6 separate regions of the Mus musculus genome follow, and regions 1, 3, 4, 5 and 6 are each linked to region 2. The links are chromatin contacts, called in public HiCAR-type and promoter capture Hi-C maps. All regions are on one chromosome and are shown on one strand. Each heading gives the region's core, a stretch centred on a gene start, on an enhancer-like site or on the middle of the called end of the contact. The rest is flanking DNA. Distances are from core to core; before and after follow the strand shown. Region 1 overlaps Auts2 (autism susceptibility candidate 2). Region 2 holds the start of Castor2 (cytosolic arginine sensor for mTORC1 subunit 2). Region 3 overlaps Auts2 (autism susceptibility candidate 2). Region 4 overlaps Auts2 (autism susceptibility candidate 2). Region 5 overlaps Auts2 (autism susceptibility candidate 2). Region 6 holds the start of 4930563F08Rik (RIKEN cDNA 4930563F08 gene).

The links. Promoter capture Hi-C pulls out the DNA fragments that hold promoters and counts their contacts. HiCAR-type assays count read pairs that join an accessible place to other places.
Region 1: a promoter capture Hi-C map of frontonasal cranial neural crest shows a contact between it and region 2, with 10 times the contacts expected there. The contact joins the enhancer-like site here to the promoter of Castor2 in region 2. A contact is called at or near these places in 7 of 39 promoter capture datasets (the C10 cell line, the HPC-7 cell line, cranial neural crest and 4 more) and 2 of 115 datasets of contacts at active chromatin or transcription factors (astrocytes and embryonic forebrain).
Region 3: a HiCAR-type map of astrocytes shows a contact between it and region 2, with 8 times the contacts expected there. The contact joins the enhancer-like site here to the promoter of Castor2 in region 2. A contact is called at or near these places in 4 of 39 promoter capture datasets (the C10 cell line, frontonasal cranial neural crest, hippocampal neurons and 1 more), 5 of 115 datasets of contacts at active chromatin or transcription factors (astrocytes, embryonic forebrain, embryonic limb bud and 2 more) and 1 of 9 other capture datasets (embryonic tail).
Region 4: a contact with region 2 is called in a HiCAR-type map of astrocytes, with 8 times the contacts expected there. The contact joins the enhancer-like site here to the promoter of Castor2 in region 2. A contact is called at or near these places in 6 of 39 promoter capture datasets (the C10 cell line, cranial neural crest, frontonasal cranial neural crest and 3 more) and 2 of 115 datasets of contacts at active chromatin or transcription factors (astrocytes and embryonic forebrain).
Region 5: a contact with region 2 is called in a promoter capture Hi-C map of the HPC-7 cell line, with 9 times the contacts expected there. The contact joins the enhancer-like site here to the promoter of Castor2 in region 2. A contact is called at or near these places in 7 of 39 promoter capture datasets (the HPC-7 cell line, cranial neural crest, frontonasal cranial neural crest and 4 more) and 3 of 115 datasets of contacts at active chromatin or transcription factors (astrocytes, embryonic forebrain and stem cell-derived neural progenitor cells).
Region 6: a promoter capture Hi-C map of hippocampal neurons shows a contact between it and region 2, with 11 times the contacts expected there. The contact joins the promoter of 4930563F08Rik here to the promoter of Castor2 in region 2. A contact is called at or near these places in 2 of 39 promoter capture datasets (cranial neural crest and hippocampal neurons) and 3 of 115 datasets of contacts at active chromatin or transcription factors (astrocytes, embryonic forebrain and forebrain).

Annotation. Positions count from the first base shown.
Region 1 is chr5:132,070,930-132,075,531 of GRCm38.p6, forward strand. The region is part of intron 2 of Auts2 (autism susceptibility candidate 2); the gene reads right to left. Among named protein-coding and RNA genes, the nearest start is that of 4930563F08Rik, 190 kb to the left of the region's middle. Within about 2 kb of position 2,997, at least 98 of the 459 cell types and tissues checked have an H3K27ac peak or open chromatin away from gene starts, as enhancers often do. A contact at or near this core is called in hippocampal neurons, where this site is marked.
Region 2 is chr5:134,097,192-134,101,456 of GRCm38.p6, forward strand. It overlaps Castor2 (cytosolic arginine sensor for mTORC1 subunit 2), which reads left to right and starts at 2,557. Exons shown (of 9, transcript NM_030719.3): 1 at 2,557-2,960. The coding sequence starts at 2,848. Gm15627 (predicted gene 15627) reads right to left here and starts at 2,450. Exons shown (of 2, transcript NR_166664.1): 1 at 1,935-2,450; 2 at 1,221-1,574.
Region 3 is chr5:131,945,431-131,949,946 of GRCm38.p6, forward strand. The region is part of intron 4 of Auts2 (autism susceptibility candidate 2); the gene reads right to left. Among named protein-coding and RNA genes, the nearest start is that of 4930563F08Rik, 67 kb to the left of the region's middle. Within about 2 kb of position 3,216, at least 27 of the 459 cell types and tissues checked have an H3K27ac peak or open chromatin away from gene starts, as enhancers often do.
Region 4 is chr5:131,991,409-131,995,711 of GRCm38.p6, forward strand. All of the region lies in intron 4 of Auts2 (autism susceptibility candidate 2), which reads right to left. Among named protein-coding and RNA genes, the nearest start is that of 4930563F08Rik, 110 kb to the left of the region's middle. Within about 2 kb of position 1,628, at least 29 of the 459 cell types and tissues checked have an H3K27ac peak or open chromatin away from gene starts, as enhancers often do.
Region 5 is chr5:132,014,171-132,018,735 of GRCm38.p6, forward strand. The region is part of intron 4 of Auts2 (autism susceptibility candidate 2); the gene reads right to left. Among named protein-coding and RNA genes, the nearest start is that of 4930563F08Rik, 140 kb to the left of the region's middle. Within about 2 kb of position 2,136, at least 2 of the 459 cell types and tissues checked have an H3K27ac peak or open chromatin away from gene starts, as enhancers often do. A contact at or near this core is called in the HPC-7 cell line, where this site is marked.
Region 6 is chr5:131,877,666-131,881,639 of GRCm38.p6, forward strand. 4930563F08Rik (RIKEN cDNA 4930563F08 gene) reads left to right here and starts at 2,604. Exons shown (of 3, transcript NR_040704.1): 1 at 2,604-2,644; 2 at 3,404-3,432. All of the region lies in intron 4 of Auts2 (autism susceptibility candidate 2), which reads right to left.

The DNA of each region.
Region 1 (4,602 bases), core at 1,747-4,246, 2.0 Mb before region 2:
TGGAATGAACCCTCTAAACGCATGAGCCAAACTACACCATGGCTTCCTCAAGTTGTTCTGCCAGGCAGCTGGTCACAGGATGGCAAGAAGCTAACCAAAGCACACTCCAAATCCCATACAAATTCTTACATCATAATTAAAACCAATGCAAAAGCATTGGTGCTCTTTTATCAAGTGTGCTTATGTTAATGTTCCTGTTCAAAGTTTACAACCCATCCTTATTTATAGGTGCTTTGCTTGTTTGAAGCTATTCAAGAAATGACGACATCGCCTGGTTTGCACAGAATCAAGCTGGCTCTCGAAGTCAGAGTTTAGGAAGTTCTAAGTAGTAAAGGCTCTCACAGAATCATTAGTGGGTGTGTCAGTTTATAAACAAGTCCAGGGCAGGATGATGCTCTGTAATGAAATCCTCCCGCCCTGAGAAAGGTGTAAAAAAAGAATATACAGAACTGGAGGACAGCTGTTGCAGGAATCAGGGGCTTCACTCAGTTTCATAAGTCAATATAACTAGTTCAGAAACAGCAAGCCACTAATTTGAATAGAAATGAAGACAGGTTTTGATTACTTGATAACGCGATTACAAATTGAGTTAAGAGCATGTACAGGAACACAGTAAGTTCTTGTTGAACACAGGACAATGTGAAACTTGTAGGCGGATAATTAGTTTTACTTGTTCTTGCCTCTCCCTCCAGCACAGCAAAGAGTACTTTTCTTGTCTCTCTTTTTTAAAAAACAAAACAAAACTATTTTTATCGAATTTATTTCTGATAAGAGGGAAATGTCGCATTCACTTCAAGATGCACATACACAGGGTCAGAAAACAACTTTCAAGTGGCTGTTCTCTCCTTGTACCCTGTGGACTCTGGAGATCAAACTCAGATCATGACATTAGGCGGCAAGTTCTTTCTTTCCCTGCTGAGACTTCCTGCTGGCCATCTCTTTTTCTTTTAAGGCTGATCTCCTGCAGTGCCTACCAGAGTGCTGGAAAAGAGTACATGCTTTAAAATGTCTGTTGAATGAATGTACACAGTCCCGTGTCTGGCTCTGGCTTCCCAAGTGAACTGGCACAGTATATCTCCTAAATTACAGCTCTCACCTAATGGATCTGTAACATGACCCTGATCAGGAATAAAGGGAACTTAAGGCAGGTTCCAGAAAATGCACACAATTGTAAGATGGTGTTGAGTATGTGATTCTGCACATGCCTGCAAAGAAAGTCGTAGGTGCATGAACATATATGAGCAAACATATCCCTAATCTGCAATCTAATCCTTTTACGATTACTGGCAATCACCTTTCATGAATCAAAATCATTAAAAATTATTTGCCCAGCCCGCTGCCTGTGTACAGCAGGCAGCAAGCCAGATGCTGTCTCTGCCGCAGTGCACAGGAGGGTTCCTTTGCTGTACCTAACTTGTTGAGAACTGGGGAAGCTTTTCCGTTCACGTTTCAGGTTAATCTCTTTTCCCTAAGAACAGAATATCCTCTTTGTAGATCTCCCTGGGGGCTTGGTATTTGCAACATCAAACAGAACGCACAAACCATTGCACCCACTTTCAAAAGCCTATTACACTGTCAACTGGCTTTCCTAACTGCAACCAGGGGAGAAGGCTTACAGACTCCTAAGCCCCTTCCTTCCCCCCAGGCAGTTGGAAAGGAGCCATAATTTCGCTAAGCTACCACTGCATTTTGTCTCACTAAAGAACTCCTAATAAGGCAGGCAACATTCCAAGGAGGAAAAAAAAGCAACTTGAGCTCACTGTAAATCTCACCTCCCCTTTATTCCTGACTCTCTCTAAAAGTTTCAATTGCTGGCAAGCTCTGAGGATGGGGTACTGTCATGCACGGCTACCAGTGACACTTTTCCACACTGCTTAACCAATCATCACAAAATGCAGGTCCACAAGCAGTGTCTGAAGCAAAGGGCTGAGGTGGGATGCCAGCACGCCTCCTCACCTGTGGTATATAGCACTCCTTTGGGGATGTGCAGGAGATCCGAGAAAGAACAGGGGAATAGACTCAGGTTTGAAACATTCAAATGAAACAAATTGTGTTCTTTGTGTTTCTTTTGCCTTGTTAGAATCTATCCAAAGAAATAAAAGCCCACAGGAGATAGTGTTTACCAGCCTGTGCCAGCAGGGACAGACTTGCTTAATTGTTAACAGGGTTCATGAATACCTCTTCCAAAGGGACACCAGTAATGTGTCCCACATAACAGAAGGTTTCTGAAACATGGAGCAATATGTAACTGACAGACAGACACAGAGGGGATAGGGGAATATGCATGCTTCCCTAGGACACACACAAAACCATTTCTGCTGTGTCCAGGGCCACATTTCCTCCTACTTATCTTGAAAGTTTCCATGGTAGCTGTTGAAGGGAGAATTAGAAGTCTTCACAGAATACTACAAGAGAGAGGTGGGAGTCATGGAAGCACAAAGGAAAAGGAGAGGTGGGGGAAGGAGGAGGACAAGGACAGGGAGAAAAGGCCAGAGCTATATGGTAGTGTTTGCTTGGCATGCATGAGGTTCCATTCCCAGCACCACATAAACCCACCTCAACAACAAGAGTAAGAAAAAAAGAGAAAAGAGGGTCAAAGGTGAGGGTCAGAGGTTGAGAATCATCCTTGCCTACACAGAAAGTTCAAGTCCGGCTTTAGCTACCTGAGACCTTCTGAAAAGATGGAGCTGCACATCTGTGCGTCTAGTGAGTGAAATCACAAAGGGACCCTAAGGTTTCCTGTATCTGGCCCCTAAGTACTTCCTCTAGGAGGGCTGTGTGGGCTTGACACAGCTGTGAAGGGCCCAGTTCAGAAGGACTGAGACCTGCCGACACTAAATAAATTCTGGGGGCAGTCTTCAGAGACCATCAATTTTGCTCTGTCACAGAAGTGCTATATTCTCATGCTGAAACACTCTATAAACAGAGTACATGTTCTACACCACCTGTGTGTTAGCGAGGGTCACTTCTTTTCTGATCTGACATCTCTTGGCCTTGAGCCCAGGCGGCCTAGCAGCTGAAGACGGGTGACTCACCCGGTGTGAAAAGCATTAGACACGGCTCACCTGTATCTGCCCTTCTTGTCTCCTCCTAATCTCCTTCCTCTCCACTTTGGAGTTCATCTTTCAACCTAGAAGCTGATAAGAAATGCATCCACTGTGGATAATTTCTTCACTCTGGAGAGAGATTTTTTCTCTCTTATAGAGGGCTGGCCATCACAGTGAAGAAAGCGACACAGCGGGATCGTTCATCTTGACTTTTTATTTATTTATTCTGAGTCCATCTAGAACTGTTGCCTGGATCTGTGGGTGTGACTGAGCCATGAAGAAGTTACCACCCATAACTTTTGACTTTTGATTTTTATTTAACGGCTCATTTGTATAACCTCAAAGATGGAGGGGCCAGCAGACCCCAAAGAGATTGGCAGCTGCGGTCCTGTCAAGTTGGAAGGTTATGTCAGCTGCCAAGTCTGCCAAGCGAGCTCAGCACAGCGAGGGAGCGGAGAGAGATTGGTTACAGCCGTAAGTAATTGATCTGTCTGAAAATACCGGCTAGGAATCCTGGGATTAATGCCCCAGCTCCAGCTGGGCCGCACTGCTCTTTTCCCTCCAGCTCTCTGACAACAAAAGCCGGCCTCCTTCTCCAGGGACAAGACATTTTTATTAAAATCTTTATACAACTTAACAGCAAAGACTCTGTAAAAGCATCCTAGAGATTTGAGGAGGGTGGGGTGATGAGGCGCAGGTTTCCATCCCGAGAAAAACCAACCGACAATTTTTGCCAGCCCCCCTCAGCCCCCGCCCCTCCCCTTTTGATCTGGTTTTCATTTCAAAGCAGTCACCAGCCAGTGGCTTCCCTCGGCCAAATGCACTCAGTCATCTTGCTCTGGCTCTGGCTCTGGCTCTGCAGAATTCTGCAGAATGCATGGAGAGGGAGCTCCGGGAGCGGCGCGCTTAGCTGGAGAGACACGGATGAGCTGTGGAGAGCTGCAGGCAAAAATAAAGTGGGAAGGCATCCAAAGCTGCAGCTGCGCTAGCCCATTAAAAAGCTGAGACTCATTCTGTTGTTCGACCCCACGCTTAGCACCGCATAACTATTCATCAAAGAAATTTCAGTGCAATTAATTAAATTATTCCCATGTCTGGGCTGCGGAGTCGTTATTCCAATATCAACTTTCACTCACTCTCTCTTAAGCTCGTGTTTGCATGCCAAGTCACTACTCTGGGGTTGTCCAGTCTCAATAAAGCTGTGCTCCTCGTCGCTCACACAGGCTATCATTTCTCTTTTTTATTGCCATTTATTTTCCACTAGGACTCTGCTGCCAGGATACTGGCAGGACTTCCAGTATATGGTTGTAATGAAATCTACCGCAGACACTTAACGCAGGGTGAGGATAGAGCTCGGCTCATGTGAGGCTGTAATATAATAAATGCTTTCAGAAAGAGGATTTTTATCAGCTCAGAAATAGAGTGTGGTATCCCTCTCAGACTGAGTGCAGGAGAGGGAAAAAGGTGGAGTCGTTTGAAAATTCCTGTCATAATTAAGTTTATGGCTGAAATATGCCTAATGTGAGAGGTGTGAGCTGCGGCACAGACTGCCATT
Region 2 (4,265 bases), core at 1,307-3,806:
GCTTGAACTCAGAGCATCCAGCTTGACAGCAAGCACCTTTACCTGCTGAGCCAGCTCACCAGCCCCCAAAATAATTGCTGTATGGAACAGAGATTTTTTTTGAGGAAGGGGAAACAGACAAGCCTTCTATTTTATTCATTTGATTAAGTTAGTAGTGGATGTTTTGAGACAAATCCTCACTCTGTAGCTAAAGTTTGCCTTGAATTCACTACATAGCCCAAGCTAGTCTCCAACTGACAATAATCCTCCTGCATCAACCTCCCAGCAGTGAATTTAAATGTATGCCATCATGCCCAATATTTTATTGTATTTATTTACAGTGCTGAGCAAGCACTCTACCACTGGCTAAATTCCCAGCTTGAAACAGTTTCTGCATGGTCTGTCAGGTGTGGTAGAGGCACACCCTCAATCCAAGAACTTGGGAGGTAGGAGCAGGAAAATCAAGAGTTCGGGTCTAACTTGGGCTACAGGAAAACCAGTATCCAAATTTTCAGAAAACAAAAAATAAGGACTGGATGGATGCCTTGGTGGCTAAGAGAGGACCTGAGTTCAGTTCTCAGCAGCCATGACAAGGAACTCATGACCATCTGTCATTCCAGATCCCTGGGATCTAATACCTTCTTCTGGCCTTCTAGGGCACACATATTCCCAACACAGACACAACATATACACACAGAGACACAGAAACACAAATAAAAATAAAAACAAATTTTTAGAGTAAATAAAAGTTAGTGTAGCTCAATGGTTAAGAGCATTGGCTGCTCTTCCAGAGGATCTGGGGTAAAATTCCCAGCACTCACAGAGTAGCTCATAATCACCTGTAACTAACTCCAGTTCAAGAGGGTCTGACACTGTCTTCTGAGTGCCCTGGGCACCAAGCATGCTTGTGACACACACATTCATACATACATACATACATGCATACATACATACAGGGAAAACACCTATATACACAAAATTATGGGGTTTTTTTCTATTAAGTTTTTAGTTAAAAGTAAAGAAAAAGAAGGCTGGGAGTACTTGAGTGTTAAGACTGTCTGCCTACTATGTACAAAGCTCTGGGTTCCATCCCCACCACAGCATAAACCAGATGTGGCTCTGTACAGGCAACCGAAATGGAGGCGAAAAGATCAGAAGTTCAAGGTTATCTTCAACTATAGATAGACTTGATGAAGGATAACATGAGATAAACGAGACTCTGTCTCAAAACAAAAGAAAAATAGAGCTATCAGTTATTTATTGAAATTACGTGTGTGCACGCATGTACAAATCAGAGGAACAACCTGCAGGGTTCCATTCTCTCCTTCCAAGGTCCAGAAGATCGAACTCAGGTCAGCAAACTTGGCAGCGTCTTTACCCACTGAGCCATCTCGAAGGCCCAATCTTTAACTACATTAAAAGACATAGTGAGAATTCTGGGTTTCACGCCCTTTAGTGGGTATGAGGCAGCACAATAAGCCCCCATCTGATAGAAGGGAACTGAGAATATGAGATTGACAGGCAGGATTTTCTCCCCGAAGAGTTCCCTGTTCGCCTCGTCAGGTAGACTTGACCCACCACAACGTCAAAGCACTCTGCCAAAGGGCAAAAGCACTAGTCAGTAACTTTAACCTAGAGGATTTCAAAACCTAGTCAGCCATGAAAGGGAGAGGGGCGGGAGGGGCGGGCAGAATATTTGCTAAACAGGTCCCCCATACAGCACTCAAGCCTGGGGTTAGAAACACTAAGGATAACTCTCATTCAGATTCAGTTCCGCTCTCCACCTCACCCCGGTAACCCCCTCCCGCTCCCCCTTACCCCTCCACCCTCCCAGATCCACAGTTACTTCAGCAGCTTTGCACCCATGATCCCGGAGACCCGGGTCCTGGTTCCCGTGCCTGCCTTATCTCTATCCTCCCTCACATTTTCCGCAGCAACAAAGCCAAACACAGTACCGTGGGGGCTTTCACGCTTCTGTGCGTTTGGACACGGTGTTCCTTCTGCCTGGAAGGCCGCGCAGCTCTCCCTCTGAGCGCCCCCCTCCCCCTGCCTGCGTGCTCTCATTCAGCCCCCAGCACCCTTTTCCAAGGAAGCCGGCACCCTTCTCTATCTAACCCAACTCTTCTTTTGCTTTCCTTCCCTGAACGACAATCACCGATTCCTCTAAATCTCTCCTCTGGCAGGATCAGGCCTTTTCCAACGCTGGAGTTGCTTGTTGAGGAAAGGGGTTCTCGATTGACACCCCAAAGAAAGTACCTAATCCTGAGTTTGAGCGATTAAAGAGCATGCATCTAAGCTTAAATCCGCTCCAAATTCCCTATATGTCCCATCGGGTTCCTCTGTGTCCCTGGGGAACCCCGAAATCTTGCATTCCCAGGGCACCGTGGCGCAGCAGCCCAGCCCCCCTGGCTTGACATCAGCAAGCTGGAGTAGTCCGGGGGGTTGGGGGGAGGGCCGCGTAAAAGCGCGCGCGCGGACTACAAATCCCGATTGGCATTGCGTGGCCTCCCGGCTGGCGCCTGCGCATCACGGGCCCGGCGTTTGAGTGGCAAGTTGTTTGTTACAGCGAACACCAGCTGCTGCTGCGCCGGGCGCCGCGCTCAGCCGGGCGCTGTTTGCTTGTCCACCCCGTAGCTTGCTGCACCCCGCAGGTCCTCCCCAGGCCTCCTTTTTTTGCAACTTGCCAAGCTTCCTTTTTCTGGCTCGAGTACGAATCAACCCGGCATCGAGCTCCGGGCCCCCTTCCCTGGGCCGGTTGCCCCACGGCTTGGGGCGCACAGGGGGCGGGGGCCGCGGCTCGTCCCCGTCCCCCCCCCCCCAACTCGGGCCACCGCGGATGATCCGCCGTGGAGGAGCCCTGGGCGGACGATGGAACTGCACATTCTGGAACACCGGCTGCAAGTTGCCAGCGTCGCCAAGGAGAGTATCCCGCTCTTCACCTACGGCCTCATCAAACTTGCCTTCCTGTCTTCCAAGACCAGGTGAGAGAAAGAGAGTAAGGGGCGAGGGGATGGCTGACGGGGGGGGGGGGTGTCGGGGGGGGCTCATGGTACCAGCCCCGGGACAGACAAAGAGGCGCACCCCGGGGGGACGCAGTGCAAAACAACTTCATCCCCCCCTAATCTCTGCCATTCTCCTGCATCGGACAAAGCCACCCCTGTGCTCTCTAGTGGGGGTCCCCTCCACCCAGAAGCCCCCACCCCACTGCGCCTCCAACTGCTGCCACCAACACCCAACACCCCCCCCTCCCGTCTCAGTCCCTTCCCCGAGATCCCGAGTAACCTCCCTAAATGGCCTCTATGATGCATCCGTGAATGAATGAATGAACGAATGAATGAATGAAAAACAGGTGTGGGGATCTGGAGGAGGAAATTTACAAACTAAACACGCCCCATCCCCCCATCCATCCACCACCACCACCACCACCACTACCCTCCTCCCAGTTGGGCCGGCCCCCCTGTAGCCATTGGCAAGCGGGGAGGGATGGCGCTGAGGTCGGTCTACCCCAGAACAGAAATATCATAAAATCATTAGTAGATGTTTATCTCCAGGTGCCTGCGAGGGGAGAAGAGGTGCAGGCAGCGGGGGAGGGGCAGCAGGGCCAGGGTCGCTGATTTCTTTTCTCTTTGGGGGTCCAGCGAAGTGGGGGGGGGGGGGGATTTTGAACCATGGAAGGGGAGGAGCAGACGTGTTGATGGATCTGCCTGGAACCTGGGCTTGGATGTTCCAGGGGGAGAAAAATAGTGGAAGGCCTTGGGAGGTAAGAAGAAAAAGAAGAAAAAAAATATTTTTTTTTAATCTTAGATTTTTTTTTTTTCCCGTTGCTGGATGTGTTTGACTTCATAAACTCCTGTTAGATTAGTCAGACTACCTTTTCTTTTCATTGCCCATTTCCCCTTATGCAGTGGGAATTGGAGCAAGCTACCATTGACTCAAACCCCTTACCATTCACTTACCATTATGATGGGTCTGGTTTGGGGGGAGGGGGGGAGGGGGATTTAAAGCGAGGATGCTCTTACCTCCTTGCCAAAGGAATGGATACGTTATGGGTCAAGATTAAGTTAAATGAACAGCAAACACAGACCCCTCCCTCCTTCCCCTGCCTTGCTGTCTTGTCTCCTACCAGTTGGGCTCAGGGGGAAGGGCCTGTTAAAAGTTCTTGCCTTAGGGATCTGACTTGGACAGGGCTATTTCTGAGCTTGGTCAGGGCTATTGTTTAGCAGATGAAGCCAGCTAGGTAGCTTTGCCAGTGTTTACTTTCTTCTCTGAGAGCTGTCATATCTGCG
Region 3 (4,516 bases), core at 1,966-4,465, 2.2 Mb before region 2:
GGTATATGCAGTTAAAAACAAAACCTAATATAATGATACATTTTAAGAATGGTGTGCAGTTAGCTTTGAAACAAAGCTAAATATGGAGTCTTGAGGAACTGAATGTCCTCAAAAGACTCAGAATGACTGGTGGGTTTTCCCATTATCGGCTATTAATTGACTACTGCAGTCTAACTTTTAAAAAAAAATGTTTTCAATGATTCTGGAGATCAAACCCAAGGCCTAGGCATGCTATAAAATGCTCTTACCACTGCATTACATTCTCATAGACTCACTGGGGGATTTTAGGCAGGTGCTTTAACACTGAGCCACACACCCAAACACTCACTGGGAAATATATTAGATTTATGTGTTTTGGGGATGGGGGCAGAGGAAGAGAAAGAATGTGTAGCTGTTAGTGTTGTCTAAAACAAAGACAGGCAGTTGTGAGTGCCCTGATGGGTGTACTAAGACAACTCTCCAGTCCTTTCACCATGTAATCCTAGGTAGGCACTTTACCGCTGAGCTATGTCCCAGCCATTCACTGGTGGATTCTAGGCAGGCTCTGTACTCCTGATCTGTATCCCCAGCATCTTATGTAGATATGAAAAAAGACTTGGGGGCTGGCGAGATGGCTCAGTGGGTAAGAGCACCCGACTGCTCTTCCGAAGGTCCAGAGTTCAAATCCCAGCAACCACATGGTGGCTCACAACCATCCCCAACAAGATCTGACTCCCTCTTCTGGAGTGTCTGAAGACAGCTACAGTGTACTTACATATAATCAATAAATAAATCTTTAAAAAAAAAAAAAAAAAAAAAAAAAAAAGAAAAAAGACTTGGTGTATCTCAGGAAGAAAATACTGCTGAGACATTTTGGGAAAGAGGTGAACTGCATCACAATGCAGATCTTAGGACAGTTTGAGGCTTGCCTGGACTATATATCAAGACCCTACCTCAGAAATAAAAGAGGAACCTAGGACAGGGCTCAAATGTTTGCCATGCAAGTGTTAGGACCAGAGATCCTATCTGTCCACCTCCCCAAACCTAAGTCAATGGTCGGTGGCTCCTGGGTTGGGAGGAGGGGAAACGTCTGTAATTCCAGTCCCAGAAGACAGAGATGGGATCCTTTGACTAGAGAGACACATATGCACGCTCTGAGTTTGACTGAGAGACTGGGTCTCAGTAAATGACGTGAGCAATTTCTAACATCAACCAGAGGTCTCCACGTTCATGCTCATGATGCGTGAACACAGGAAAAAAGGAAAATAAATAAATAAAAGAAAAGAAGTGTTTCTGGCAGTATCTAAGGAATACTTCATGGCGGGGTGGTGGGTGGGTGAGGCAAAGTTCTCCCGGCTTTGTTCTGTATTTGATTCATTACCTCTGTTATACTCAAGACTCCCAGTGCATGGCTGTAATTTACCTATCTCTTCCATATGGCAAGCGAGTTAAAAAAGCCCAGCAGAAACCATATGATAAAGGTGTGATTAGACACTGCTTTACAACCTGAGGAAGTCAGACTCCCGAGAGTGAAGGAACTTTCACCATCAGATGCACCCGACATCAAAGCCTGGGCCACTCACCGGGCAGCTGCTTTACATTAAGTCTGCATCTCTAGCAACACCACACCAGTCTGCACTCCTTGTCATCTGTGCCTGTGAGATTCTAGGGCAAGGTCACAAGCTAGCTCAGGCAACCTGTGAGAGTTTACACTCGCCAGTCACCTACTCATGGTTTTGATGGCAACACTCAGCAATTCTCTGGTTCCTGCCCCAGTGACACACTTTCTCATATGTATACACACAGACATGGTGACGTGCCTCGAACTTCTCAACACCACCTCCTTCTTCTGTGCACTGCCTTACATATTCTTGAAAAGTTCATGGGATGGGCTTTCCCACTCACCCCTGGATATTAATTGATAGGATTAGCTCTATAAGCATTTAAAGGGAGGGGAGAAGGAGATAGACAGGGCTTCTCAGCCAAAGACCTGAAGACCATGATCTCAAAGGCCGGATGAGGGGGAGGAGATGGTGATGCTCGCTTATATTCTCAGCAGGAGAATCTAAGGTTCAAGGTCCTCTTCATGCACAATAGAACTCTGAGGCTAGCTCAGTTACAGGAGGCCCTGTCTCAAAAAACTAAAACAATGCCATTAAGGTGCTCCAACAGAAAAAGACACTTGCTTTGCTGCCAGGTCTGGTGACCTCAGGTCAATCCTCAGCATCACCACAGGACAGATTCGCTTCCACAAGTTGCCCTCTGACCTCCAGAAGAGTACTGTGGCAAGAATGCACAGATATAAATAAATGTCATTCAAACAAAAAACAAAGAGTAGGCTACAGTAAGTACTGGGATCGACCTGGGAATGATGTGGCCTGCCCCAAGTCACAGGGAGGAAAAGGAGCAAGAGAGGGAGGAGAGAACACTGGCTGAGAGAGGCAGTTTTGGAAGAGTTCACAAGGAGTGTACGAGGGATGTTTAAAGAAACAAAGATCCCAGGAGAGGGAAAAAATTAAGACATCCAAGTCATAAAGCAGAGTTTTTGTCTGACTAAAGGAAACCAAGTATCAACTAGCAAGGAAGAAGCAGGGCTCTGATCTCACAGGTTTCCTCCTCTCTGCATCCAGTCATCTCAGCATTACTACAGAGCTTGACTGTGACCAGAAAAGACCTTACAGGAGTGTCTACTCATTGATGATCAACAGGTGTGTCCTGGGACTGTGTGACAGGAGTGCAAGGACTCCTAAACCAGTGTGTGTGTGCATGTAAACACACACACACACACACACACACACACACACACACACGCCAATGGATGCTAGAGGTGTTGGATTCCCTGAAGCTAGAGTTACAAGCTGTTCTGCACTACCTAATATGGGTGCTGTGAACTGAACCTGGGCCCTCTGGAAGAGTAGTACATGCTCTTAACTGCTGAATCATCATCACTCCAAACCCTCAAGCTCTTAAATTAAAACAGTAACAAATTCCAAAAAAGGCAGGCTTTCCAGACTCCAGATGGAATAGGTACCACCAGACAAAGAGCTTGTTCAAAGAAGCCTGCTGAAGGCCTAGTGCTTTAAATAAGAAGGTGAGTTCCCAAGAAGACTGAAGGGGAGGAGGAGGAAGCTGAAAGACAAGAGGGAGAAGGGAGGGGGCAGGCAGGCCAGGCCCAGTGGGGGCTGGCCATGTTACAGAAGCAAAGGGCATTCCCGGGAAACTACAGCCCCTTGCTAGGCCTGTCAAAAAACCTTAGGAAGGAAGCTGGGGCAGACAGCAGTGAAATCCCCTCAGCTCAGAAGGCCTGCTGGAGACAAAATGAAACGCGATCCTGTCTGGGCGGCCCCTGGGTAACATTTTCACTCCTGAGTTCCATTTTCAGTTTAGGTTGAGATTTTTTAAGAAGACAGCAAGCAGCACTGGAGTCCCAGGTGACAAGATCTGCTCCGATTTAGTCTTTGAATGTTGCAAATTAAATTCCCTCATCAGGCCTCTAATCACTCTTACCAGATGGGGCTTGTGCTCAATTTTGGATCCACAGGAAATTTAATGGTTATTGTTTCTGTTTAAATAGGAGATTATTGCATTTTAATAAGTTCTCTTTGGGACTTGCAGCAACAATAGAGCACTATGAATTACTGTAGATGGCTGTTACTGCATGCTGGGGAAAAATCAAGTTACTAAGTGTGACAAGTTGCTTTCTCTTCCCTTCCAGCAATCGCTCCGAGTGTATTTACCACCAAATTAAGTGTGTGCCGAGGGGATAATATTTTTATCCTGCCGAGGGGGAGAAGGAGCTTGTCTGTGGATTTTCATTAAAATGACACATCTGTTCAGCAATTTCACAAAGTAATTCTGCTGAAAGTTTTATCAGCTAATTTTAATTATTCACTCCAGTGGGTTGAATACAGGATTCATCATGTTGAATTAATACATTTGACGGGAATTTCACAAAGAGGGGGGGAGAAAAAGCAATCAACAAATTGAATTGTCATGCAATATGGATTAAATCGAGATTCTTTAATTAGGATAAGCCTGAGATTTGGTATTTTGAAGGTATTAGAAAGCTTAGCAATACAGTGGTAAAGATTAAGAAAATGCAATTAAATATTACACTTTGGACACCGGCGGGATCACATGTGAGTCAGAGTCCTCCTTTAAGCAGGACAGTTAATAGTGTCAGTTTCTGGGACTGTTCACTGGTGGAACCGCTGTCAATGAGAAACAGCTGCTGTTTGTTTGCCAGAAAGGAATGGAAAGGTAATCAAGTTTTAAAAGAATGGGAGCTGACTCCCTTTAAACCACAATGAAATAATTGAGGGCCCCAGGATGATCAAATACTTGGGAAATGCTGTTTCTCTTCAGCTCCGCAACCACTAAACATACAGTTTGAGAGATGCAAATATTCCTATTGGTCACTCAAGACACAGAGATACCCTATTGGATGTGGAGAACAAGCTCAACCCTGCTCACATGAGGGATACAAAGTCTGGAGAATCTATCTGAATAATGAAGGGCCCTTTGCTACACGACTGAC
Region 4 (4,303 bases), core at 378-2,877, 2.1 Mb before region 2:
GGATAACCTTGGATTCTCTGTCCTCATGTCTCCAGCTTCCAAGTGTTGGTATGACATGAGTGACTCACCATTCCCAACTTATGTAGTTCTGGGAACTGAACTCAGGGCTTTGTGCTAGGCACACACAAACACACACACACACACACACACACACACACACACACTTTACCAAGTGAACTACAACCAAAAGTCATCCATTTACCACCGTTTAAAAGTGAAGAAAAATATTTTAGAAAAGTCAGTTTTACTCCAACCGATCCCACACTGAGGTGATTCGGTTCTTGCTCAGGAGGGCTGCCTGAGACACAATTAACTGAAAGCCAGAAAAACAAAATAGGACAAAATCAAACACATACACACACACACACAAACCAACTAACCAAATAAAAACTACATTGGGTAGAGGTCAGTTTTTCATGATATAAACAAATTACATATCATTTGTTCTCTATGTGAAAAAAATTATAAAGAACCACAGAACCTTGTCCCAAATACCAACACACCCCTGAGCTGTGAGGAGGAGGTGTACCTATAAATGCCACAGATACAAGGCCACTGAGAACATTATCACTCTTCAAGCTGGGAGCTACATGGCTGTTCATGATGTCTCTTTTCCTTACTATCTAACAATGCATTTAAAAATGATCAAATAGAGGCTGGAGACATGGCTCAGAGGTGAGGAGTACTTGCTGCTCTTGCAAAGGATATGAGTTTGGTTTCCAGCACTCACGTTAGGAGACTCAGTACTGCCTGTAATTCCGACTTCAGGGAATTGATGCCTTCTTCTGGCTCTGGAGGGCACCAGATAAATATACTTATACGCATGCACACAGACACCTGAATACAAGAAAAAAAATAATAAAATAGACAAATCAAATAAAATCTTGGCTAGTCAAAGGCACCATGGGGGTAGCCACGGTGAAGAAAACTGGACAAGACAGTAACAACAGATGCAAACTGAGAAGGCAGAAGATAAATTCAAGTAGTCAGCTGTGAGAAACTGAAATTGGAACAACACCCACCACATTTGTGCAGCTGAAGGCAGAACATAGGCTGCAATTGAGGTCCAACCCAGGAACCAAAGGATTAGCAAAACTGCAAAGGCGGTGCACAAGGACGAGCAATTCAGGGCTAGTGTTACAATTTCAGGGAAGCCTGTGTGGAATCTTCTACTAGAAGACAAACTCCATTAACGCCGGCTACAAATGACTGTTGACGGAGCCATCTTACTCTGAGAAAACCAGAAGTTGTGGACAAGAATTCACTCCTGCCTCTCTTCCGAAGACCTGTACTTTCCTACTCTGTTTGTTATTCTTCGAATGATAAAGTATTTTCTTCCATTTTAGGGCTGAGCTGCGACAGGGCAGCTTGGGAAATAATTCAAAGCAGAGTGAGAAACTCGTGCCAACCCCTGATGTTTTTCTTCAGCTACAGAAATGCAATCGGATAACTTATTTTTGAGAATCTGAAGTTTATTAGGCTGGTATTTATTTTGGTTTCCCTGGAGGGTACAATTATGTTTTAGAAAGACCTGTGGCTGAGAGACTCTCACAATAAACTATTTCTATGCTAACCACATGGACCAGAGGAGTGAAGAAAGCCTCCTTTTGTATAGTGCGTTGCGGTGGCTTCGGCGCTTCTTTCCTGGTAGCGACAGCCTGGTCTTGGTGCTCCAGTTCCTCTGACCGCTACCCACCCTAGAAAATTTTTACAAAAGCTGCATCTGAAGGAGTCTGAAAGGAGATAAATGCCACCATGACAGACTCTTCTTGCCCAACCGCAGCATTAATCCCAGCATTTGCCATGAGAATTATATGCCAAACTTGGTAACAAGCTGGGCAGAGCTGGTTTTGAGGGCATGCCATTCCCTCTAGAGCAAAAAAAAAAAAAAAAAAAAAAAGGCAGACTAAACTCAGAGATCGACTTTCATAAGAAAGGTTCCTTTGTTCTGCTAAGTTCCTGTCTCCGATTTCTGTTTCTGAACAAATTCTACTGCACAAGGTGAGTCCACGGGCCAAGAAGACAGGTCGTTTTCAGAGCTGTGGAAAGGCAAGCTTAAGATTTGTAGCAAACCTCTGCCAAATTAATGTGAGATTAAAAAAAAATATGCACATGGGGGTTGGGGAGATGGATCCATCAATAAAGTGCCTGCTTTGTAAGCATGAGGACATGTGCATAATGCTCAGAAACCATGTATAAAATAGCTAGATATGGTATTAATCACCAGCATAGAGGAAGTAGAGACAAGCGGCTCCCTGGGCTAGTTGGAGCCAGGGGACAGCCGACATAGGAAATGTGGCCAATGAAAGATTTTGTTTAAAAAAAAAAAAGTGAGTAGTGGAACCCCCTCCCAAGAAGAACATGAACACATGTGAACATGTGTACACACACTAATCCACATGCTCACAGGAAGCCTGACATGGGTTTTAGCACCTCCTCTGTTTCCCAAGACAGCAAGTTATACCACCAGGGATGACCAAGAAAGTGATGGCATATAGCTTTTAAAATGCTCAGTGTAGCTTTCTCTCTGGATACCCATGGCTCCTAAAGGACCCCATCTCTTGCCCCACAATGGCGACCAACACGCATGTTTTGGGGCCTAAAAGAACCATCGACATGAAGGAGTTACAGTCATGTCCAGGCTTTCTCTCCACTTGTCCATATCTGGCAGGATGCAGCCAACCTTAGTCACGCAAGGTTTACCTCCAGCTTTTTCAGAGCCATGACATACTTCAAGAAGATGACGGGGCTGCTTGAGATGAGAGCAGCATACGGTGGCGTCTGGCTGAGCCTAAGGCCTGGCCAAGGTAAACAGAAGCAAAGGCCAGGCAGGAAGGGGAGATGGTGAGAGGCCATGTCTGCCAAAACTGAGTCATAAGAAACGATGAGTCTCAGAGAACCCCGGTGCTGCCCCAAGCTGCAGAGGTGGTCCCTATCCCTAGATTTTGCTACATGGACAAGATACATTAGGACTTCGTGAGAATGAGTAAAGAGTCCATTCTGTACCTTCAGATATAGATAAATAATAAGAATTTAGCCGTCTAAGCTCTTCTACTGCAATGAAAGCAGATCGACTTTCCATCAAAATCTCTGTCCTTACTGCAGTAGCAAATACCATGCTGGTAACGGTGAGGGACCCCCAAGGGGCTAGGATGGGAAACTCTCTGTGTTGTGGCTATATTAAAGGCAAATTTTCCTCCAGAAGAGATTTATCATTACATGGTATCTGAACGGTTGTACCGTTCGCAATCCTCTTAAAATGTTCTTGGGATGCAGTCTCAGTGCCCAATGGGTAGGTACCTCAGGGACATTCACCTTTTAGAGCAAATTCATTTTCATAGGATACGAGATGGAAATGGGACTGATGTTCACTCTAGAAGGTCAGTCAGTCACAGCAATGGCCTGAAGAAGTCAAGGACAAAGAGTAGGAAAAGAGAACAGACAGACTGAACTGCAACGAAAGCGTCTCTTCTGGCCAGAGAAGGGTCATGTGCGGGAAGTTTAATCTCATGGCTCATACGTCATAGGCATGATCCATCAAGGAAAAAGGACTTTTCTGTTACAGCAGGACAGATCAGGATCTCACATTTGTTTAAGATTCTGTTCCCTCATTGGCTACAAGCTGTGCCTTTCCTGAGAAGCAGTATTTCGTGAATAAAACATACACTACATGGACTGGGGGTGTACTTAACCTCGGAGCACACCTGGCCAGTATGTGTGAAGCTCTGTCTTCCAGCCCCAGAACCATAGCGTAAGCTAGGCCTGATGGCACATGCCTGTAATCCTAGCAGAAGGTGGAGGCAGGAAGATTCAAAGTCATCCCAGCTACAGACCAAGTTTGAGATAAGTCTGGGCTACATGAGACCATGTCTCAAAATCACACTAATAACAGTAACTTGAAAGCCTGGTAGTGAACAGTAAGGCTTGTTGCCTGACTTAAGTTCAGAAAGGTAAACTCAGTGACTGTTAGGCATAAGCACATTCATTATTATCCATGCATTCGAAAACTCACAGATGAGTACAAAATCACCTTCAAGGTTTTTACAAAAGCCAGAAAGGGCGGGTGGGGGGGGTGGGTCGGGGGTGGAGGAAATAGATGTAATCAAGTCAGGTCTTCCATATACGCCCTGATTTCTGTGAAAACATCAACGTCATGGATATACTTTTCATTATTTATACAAAATGCTATTTTTGAAGAGTTTTATTTTTAATTATAGATCTCTGTGGGTACTTGTGAGCATTTGAGTTCAGTGACAATACAGTCCAGAAGACACTACTACCCACCCCACCCCACCCCACCCCC
Region 5 (4,565 bases), core at 886-3,385, 2.1 Mb before region 2:
CAGCAAGTAAGATCTTGCTATGTGTTTCCCCAGTGCTGGGGTGATAGAAATAGCACTATACCTGGAATTTGAACCTGGGTCCTCATGCATACACATCAAGTATTTTATCCAGTGAGCCATCTCCCATCCCTCTATCTGACTTTCCCTGAATCCCTACCCTGTTTCTCAAAATAGTGGTACCATGTCCCATTCCCAGCAGTAGTGTGGAACAGCTCTAATTCCTCAGTATCTTCACCAACACTGCTTACAGGGAATAACCGTTAGGTGATTTTATAGGTATGCAATGCCTCTCACTTGTGTTTCTTGAACTACTTAATGGCAGGCTTACTTGACTCTGTTATCTTCTCAGTGGACTAGCACTTAAATCTTCTGCTCACTTGGGAAAGAGGATTGTGTTTTCTTATTACCAGACATTAAGATTCCCTTGCTCCCTTTTTCCCTTTCTCTGATGAGTTTTCTCTTATCAGATGAATATTCAGAGCTCTAGGTGACATTATCACTTACCTCTCTTGCCACTGTCCCTGGAGAGATGCACTCCCTGTACATGTTACTGTTTGACTCTGAAATGGAAACTTCATTGGAAGGCTTGTTGCCCTCTAATGAGATGTGAGAGGGTACTGACTTAGTTCACAGGTAGATTCATAGATGGATTCAAGTGGAGGCAACCTGAGCCTAGCTTGAAAAACTGGAATATTATAGGTGTGCCCGGGAAAAACAAACCTTTGTCCCCATTTCCTCTTGTCTCTTCACTTTGATGCCAGCTTGTAGTAAGCAGTTCTCACAACACCCAGTTGCCCCCGTCCCACCTTGCCCTGGCCTAAAGCAACAGTCAATCAAGCTGGAGGTGCCAGGTAAAACTCCTGCTCCTTCCAGTGCTGGGGCTCAGACCTGGGGTTATACATATGCTAGACAACTCAGTCTCCTGAGTTTTCAAGTTTTGTTTGTTTGTTTGTTTGTTTGTTTCACTTGAGGCAAAGTCTTCCTATTTAGACCCAGTGGGCCTGGAACTTGCTATGTAGACAAGTTGGCCTTTAGTTCCCAGAGATCTATCTGCTTCTGCCTCCGGAGTACTGACATTAAAGGCATGCATCACCACAACTGCCCTATTTTATTTTTTTTATTTTATTTTTGTTTTTATTAAGGCAACATTTCTTTCTATAGCCCACCCTGTCCTGGACCAGGCTGACTCTAGGCTCTCACACCTACCTGCCTCTGCTTCCTGAGTTCAAGGAGTGAAGGTATATACCACCAGCCTAGTCGTCATAGATTTTTTTTTTTAAATAACACATAACTATTTATAATTTTCTCTTTCTAATCATCTTTTAGAATCTTAAATGTAATTCTTTCTTTGATTCTTGTGCTTGAATATATGGATTCATGGTTTGTACAAAATTTGGAAATTTTTCAGATATTACTTTTCTAGGTATTCTTTTTTCTTTGACTTTTCCAACTATATATTATTTGGTTAAAGGAAGTTCACGGATGTTCTGCCCATTAAAAAGAAGTTTGTCTCAGTGATTCACTCAGCACACTTCCTACTGCTGAGCAGTCACTGTCTCCATGGTCACCAACCTGTGACATAGTATAGCCTGCTGTCAACTTCTTGTATTCTTCCTGTTACACTATGTGTAGTTTTTTGCTATAAGCTTAATTTTAGTCTTATTCAACTGATATTTTTGAATACGTGGAATACAGTCATAATATCTTTTGAACTCTCTTTCTGGGAATACTGACATCTGTATCAGTAGTAATGTGTTTGTGCATGCATGCATGAGTAAGTGCATGTGTGTGTGTGTGTGTGTGTGTGTGCATCGTGCTATCTGGAGATGGTTGGTTCTTCCTCAGGGCTGTGGGGAGTCTGCATAAATGCAAGAGACAGTTACTTAGCTCTGTCTAGTAACTACAACCATTTGAATCTCTCCGTGATTACCATATTGTATCAGTTACTTTCCTGTCACTATGGTAAAACGCTCTAAGAGAAATCAAGTAGGAAAAGAAAAATATTATTTTGGTTTAAAATCGGAAAAGGGGCATAGTTCATTAGGGTGGAGAAGACACAGTAGGAGGAGCATGAGGCCAGCATGGTGGTCAGGAAACTGGCCGATGAGACTTCACCCACAGATCAGGAAGGAAAGCGAGAGAACAGGAAGTGATGTCATCCTATACAAACTCAAATACGAACTCTGTATAGTTTGCACAGACCACACAACCCCTAGTAATACATTTCCTTCAGCAAGGCTGCACCTTCTAATGGTCGCATAACCTGCAAACAGAGCTATGAACTGGAAATCAAACACTCAAATACATGAGGCTTTGAGGGTCATTTCAGTCTGAAGCCACAACAAAGATTCTCAGTCTTCTACAAACACAGGCAATAACCGGAATCATTGGGCTCCTCCTTATCTTGCTGGGGCTTAAAACTCCATCAAGGCAGACAAGGACAAACATGGCTCGTCACCAAACCTGTTTAATTCCTTTCAGGCCACACTGTCCTTCACTACCTGAATCTAGTGTCTTGAACGTGTGAAGACTCTCGCTTGAGACCATGTGGATGTCAGCTTTAAAAAAAGTACGAATACTATGGAGAGAGGTACCTGCTCATGGAGTCCATACTTGTTTTCCAGTTCGCACAGTCTGTTCTCTACACTGCTGTACACCACCACAGTCAACGGTGACCTGGTCAAAGCATGTGCCAGGGGTATTGCTTCTACAGTTTTCATCTTGTGATGTATAGCCTGCTTGACTGGCTTCATTTATGATATGATGGCTTCAGTTTCATAAATCATGATGTGTAGTTTTGCATTCTAGTACTTGCATGGCTGGTACTACAGGTGTGAACCATCAAGCTAGCTTTATGTAGTGCTAGGGACAGAACCCAGGCCTTCGCCTATGCTAGGCAGGTACTCTACCAACAGAGATAGAACCCAGGATATCATTTGTTTGGAATACGTATGTTGGGGGACTAAGGTGCTAAAAGGGCATTTGCACATGTGTGGAGGTCAGAGGACAACACGTAGGAGTCAGCTGCTGCCTTCCAACAATGCTTTGGATATTCATTCAGTCACAGAATATAAAGCAAAGGCGGGCTGGCAGGCATCTGACTTCATCATAGTCTGATGGTGCTAACGACAAACACTAAGAACGTAACATTTGAAATGTAGATAAAGAAAATATCGAATAAGAAGCAAAAAATGGGTTAAGTATAAATATCTGATACTTAAAACCCTAACACAAAGAGAAACCCTGGCTTCACTCCTTGTGTTGTTGCTATTCCAATTGCCTGTTTTGAGCACAATTACTCAAGAACAGTATAAAGGAGAACGGCTCTTGGCAGCCTGATCTGATAAAAGATTTTTGTGTTTCGGTGTCCATTTCCAACCCGTGACTGTGATTCTTCAGTTGCCCGCCAGAGGCTTGGTAACCCAGGAAAGCCGTTCTCAGTGCATTTATACAGTGTTTTGCTAACTACACATGATGAATTTTTAAAACATTTATTATTTTTAACAATGAGTATGTGTCTGTGTGTGGGTATGTGTCCCTACAGAGACAGGAAGAGGATATCAGATGCCCCTGGAACTGGAGGTAATGGTGGTTGTGACACAGCTGAAGTGGACGCTGGGAACTGAACTCAGGTCTTCTGCAAGACTGGCAAGTGCTCTTAACCACTGAACCACCTATCTAATATCCATTACATGATATGAAGGACTGAATTAGAAAGCCTCTGAAACTGGAAGGAGTGTTGTTCTGCTAAGCTTACAAAGTGAAAGTTCTCACACACACTAACCCTCAAATTCTCAGAAAGGAGCACTGATACACTTAATTAAAATAACTGCTTACAAAAGCCAACTGAGAAGCATTTTACAAACTCAAATTTATGTTATGTAGGTACACCTGGGCAAGCAAGACTACAGCAAAAATGTTAATTTAATAAAAACTGGTGGATCTTCCCAGATCTGCTGTAGTAAGTGTAATATGCCTAGTCATTTTAAATCTACTTTTGTAATACTCATAGGTACAAATACATAATTGAGAATTATTACTACTTCATATTACATCTTATTTTTATTTCTTTGATCAAACTTAATATTTCAATGAAATAAAAATTTTTTACCATAATTTTGTAGTGCACTCACTTGAACTTCACATCTTTGCTTTTTAAGTGACTCAAAACATTACAGAGATATTAAATATATTGATGGGTATTCATCTGATAGTGAACCCATTTTTATTTGGAAATAGTGAAGCACCAATAGCACATCATCATTTAAAATTTTACTTTTTTATTTATTTTTATAAGCAATAGAGAAGGCTCTATCTTTCAGGCAAGTTAAGGAACATTTTTGAGGTTACAGAAGAGACAGAGAGAGACAGAGATAGAGACACTGAACAACCACCACTGGTCTGTTTTTACCTGATCCCTCCAGAATACTGATGTTTGGGAAAAATAAAGGTGGCTTACATTAGCAGTATTACCCTGTAATTTATCTTATGTAATCAAAGTTATTTACCTTCTAGTTAATTCTCTTCTCCCCTTATATCTTCCATCCCCAACCTTCATATAAAGC
Region 6 (3,974 bases), core at 1,354-3,853, 2.2 Mb before region 2:
TGGACATGGTGGTATTAGCTGTTTGGGTCCTTTCCTCAATTTCCTTACAATGACGGACTATAATAAATTGGAATTATAAGGCCAAGAAAGCTTCTCCTCTCCAGAGTCGTGTTTTGAAACTGGAACAGACACACATGTGACTAAAATCAGATGTATCATGGAAAGGGACAAATGTATCAAACAAAGGCTTACACATGCCGAGCCTATCAAATGAAATACATCCACAACTCATTCCCAGCAACAAACTCCCCTTCTCTGAGGCCCACAGAGGGAAACCCTGGGAAGCAACTTGTTACTCCACCGGACTTATTAGCCACTCTGTACTGTTATCCTGGGGTTTGTTTTGCTTTGCTTTTGGTTATCTTTTGGTTTTGTTTTAAAAGGAATCCCACCTTACTTACTTCTAGTTTCAAAATGCTCTCTCTCTCTCTCCCTCCCTCTCTCTCTCTCTCCCCCCACCATGGTGTGTGTGTGTGTGTGTGTGTGTGTGTGTGTGTGTGTGTGTGCGCTTATTCAACTCTTTAAACAAGACTCCAAAGATCTGAAAGAATTTTGACCAGACAGTGACCACTGGTACCAGGTCTTAGCTGAGGAAGCCAATGCCTCTCCCCTCGGTTCCTAACTAAACCAAAGTATTGAGAAATGGTTCTTCTTTTGTCTGAGGAGGTAGGAGAAAGACAACTTTCACTTGTATCCCCCATGTGTACGCCATAACTGCAGGACTTCATTTTACCCACACTCCCCTCTGTTGTGAGCTAAAAACTGTGGCTAAGGAATAGATTCTCTATCTGTCCTACTGGAGTACCTCCTTTTAATTGGGAAGACGGGCCATTGTAACTCCATCAGCAGGACACATTCAATTACCTTGCAGAACCCTTCTTCCTCCGAAGGCTCTGGCTGCCATCTGGCTGGAGCAGTTAAACGAGCACAGCTATCCTCCTACGTTGTAGCTAATGAAATTAAACGTGGCATAGATACACATCATGTACAGAATTCACACTTAGCTCTATAAAGTGGGTCTTCTCATTGAAAAATTAGATATGTAGGTTAGGAAACTAGGATGGTGTTGTGGCTGGCTGGCTTTCTTAACAGCAGAAGTGATTGCTCACATCTAGGTCAAGCGGGAGAGTCTACTTTTCAACACATCACACTCTATGCCCCCTTTTAATTTATCTGCAGACAGTGAAACCGTCTGGCACTGTCTCCCATGAGACACCAGATTCACCACATTTCCTGAACCTCTTCCTTCTGCCTCCACGTCGGCCACTGTCTTCATCCAATCCTTCAGTCTTTCAGTTCCACGTCATGGGTGTAAGCAGGCCCGGATGCAAACTGACACAAAATAGGCAACTAAAGGACTTTACTCCATGGGCCATCTATGCCCTCTTGGTTGCCTTATGCTGACCTAACCGTAGAACCACGGCATCACAGATGTGCTCTCATGTATCCACAGACATCTGGTGTTCCTCTCAGCTCAGTATTAGCAGTATGGCGCCTCACTCTTCCCTGAGAAGTATCTTCCATGTGCAGTTTCTGGAGGATTGAGTCAAACTCTGGTTTTAATGGGGAATCCAATTGGCTCAACCCAGGGGATTGTTGCTAGAACACTCCATATGGAACCTATGCTTGGAATTAAACCAAAGGAAGATGATTCACGTAGAAAAAAACGAAAGTTAGCCCTGAGGATGAAAAGAGGAAAGTACTCTGCGAAATGTGTGGACCCAGCACACGGCAACAGCTGCCTCAGAATTATTTTCCATAGGTACAAACTATTAAAAACAAGACTGCTCCAGGCACCACATGTGCCTCCGCTTCCTATAACCTTGGAGTTCAGCCTCACAGACTCCCAGAATGCAAAGGCTAGACTGAGACCCATAATCTATTCCTTGCTTAGGAACAGGCTAATCTGTCAATACAACCTTTCATTAACCATCCGTTGTTAGCCAGTATCAGTGTCTACCCTGTGTGTTGCCCATCTGTTCATGATGCAGCTTGAGCCCAGGAGATATGTCTACAAGTTTAAAGGGTAAGACTGTAGAAGTACTAATGATAGCTACTGTTTACCATGCACTCCATGTGAGAGTTCACTGGGTGTTTTCCATATGCTCTGGTTTCTTTTCTGTTTCTATGATAAAAATACTCTGACCAGAAGGAACTAAGGGCAGGGCAGGGTCTATCTGACTCACATATTCAGGTTAGAACTCGAGCAGGAGCTTGGAGCACAATCCATGGAGGACTTCTACCTGTTCCCTCTCCTGGCTTATGCTCAGCTAGAATTCATACACAGTTCAGAAATACCTGCCCTGGAGCTGCCTATGGTGGACTGGGTCCTCCTTCAACAGTTAAAAATCAAGACAATGTCCCAAAGACATGCTGACAGGGCAGTCTCAGCTAGGCCATTACTCAATTAAGACAAGTTTTGTCAAGAGGAAAGTTAAGGCTACGTATGTCTCTCATTTTTTAATTTAATTTTTTTTGTGGTGTGTGTGTGTCTGTACATGGGCATGCACACATGCATGAGTGTGAAGAACATGCCATAGCATGAATATGGAACTCAACTCCATGGCAACAGCATGAGTATCAACTCCATGGCAACAATTCTTCTCAACTATGTGGGTTTCAGCAACTGAACTAAAGTCTTCAGGTTTGCACAGCAAGTATTTTGGTTCTCTGTGCCAGCACTCTCCGGTTTTTAAAACCTTTCCTCCTTTTAGACAGGATTGTAAAGACACCAAGCTTGAGCGGGTACTGAGTGAAGAATGTTCTTTGGGAGCTAGGAAGATGGTTAAGAAGTTAATGTGCTTGGTGCATTAGCACAAGGACCTGAGTCTGATCTCCAGAACCCACATATAAAAAAAAAAAAAATCAGGTGTGGTGTGTGCTCTCTGCTGGGAGAGATGGAGCAGGGCTGGAGGATCCCTAGCCATCCACGAGTCTAGGCTATTCAGTGAGTTCCATGCAAGTGAGAGAACTCGTCTAAAAACGAGGCTGGATAGTGCTTGAGCAATGACAGCCAAAATTGATCCTTGGTCTCTATAGTTGTATGTAGAAATGTTCACTGCATATGAATGACACGTGCATGTGTCCACACATAAATGGGGGACACTATTCTTTTCTACCGTCATGGATTCTGGGGGGCAGTTTAATGGGTGATTTGAATCAACTGAACACAGATACCCAGGGCAGAGTTTCTGCTTGATTACAAGTAGATAGTAAAAACAATAAAGAGAAACAGATCACTCTCCCGACATAAAGGATGAAAGGTTAATATGTGAGGAAGGTGCTCCTGGACAGAGATAAGACTCATGGCTAAGCAAGTCTTAATGAGCCAGGTTCAGCTAATTTGGTAGATGGGCTGAGTAAGATCTAAGTTTTAAAAATGCATTTATTCACTTTTCTCTAGCTTTCCCCGTCAGATACCAGCTCTACAAGGTAAGTGTACAAAAGTCCTCTCCTCAGACTGAAAGAGTGGACCTGTAAGGGCACCACAGTGTAACATTTCACAGTCAGCTGGGAACTTGCTTCCAAAACCACCCTCAAGTTCATTTCATTCATTTGGTCCTCAGGTGTTGAGAGTCTGGGGTTTGAAAGAAACTAAAAAGAGTAAATATAAGCTAAAATATACACTGTGTAGGGGGAGATAGCTCAGCCAGTAAAGTGTTTTGCTGTGCAAGCACAAATACCTCACTTTAGATTCCAAAATCCACATGAAAAGCACAGGGGTCTTCGTAAGTTCAGCCCTGGGAAGGGAGGGACAGGTAGATTCCTGGAGCCCCATGGCTAGCTAGATTAGCTGAATTAGTGAGCTTCAGGTTCAGTGAGAGATCCTGTCTTTTAAAAAAAGGCAGAGAGTGATGGAAAAAGAAACCCAACATTGACCACTGGGCATCCACATACAAGCACCCTGATGTACATGTATGTCTCTACAGACACAGACACACACAGACACACAGACACACAGAGACACACACACA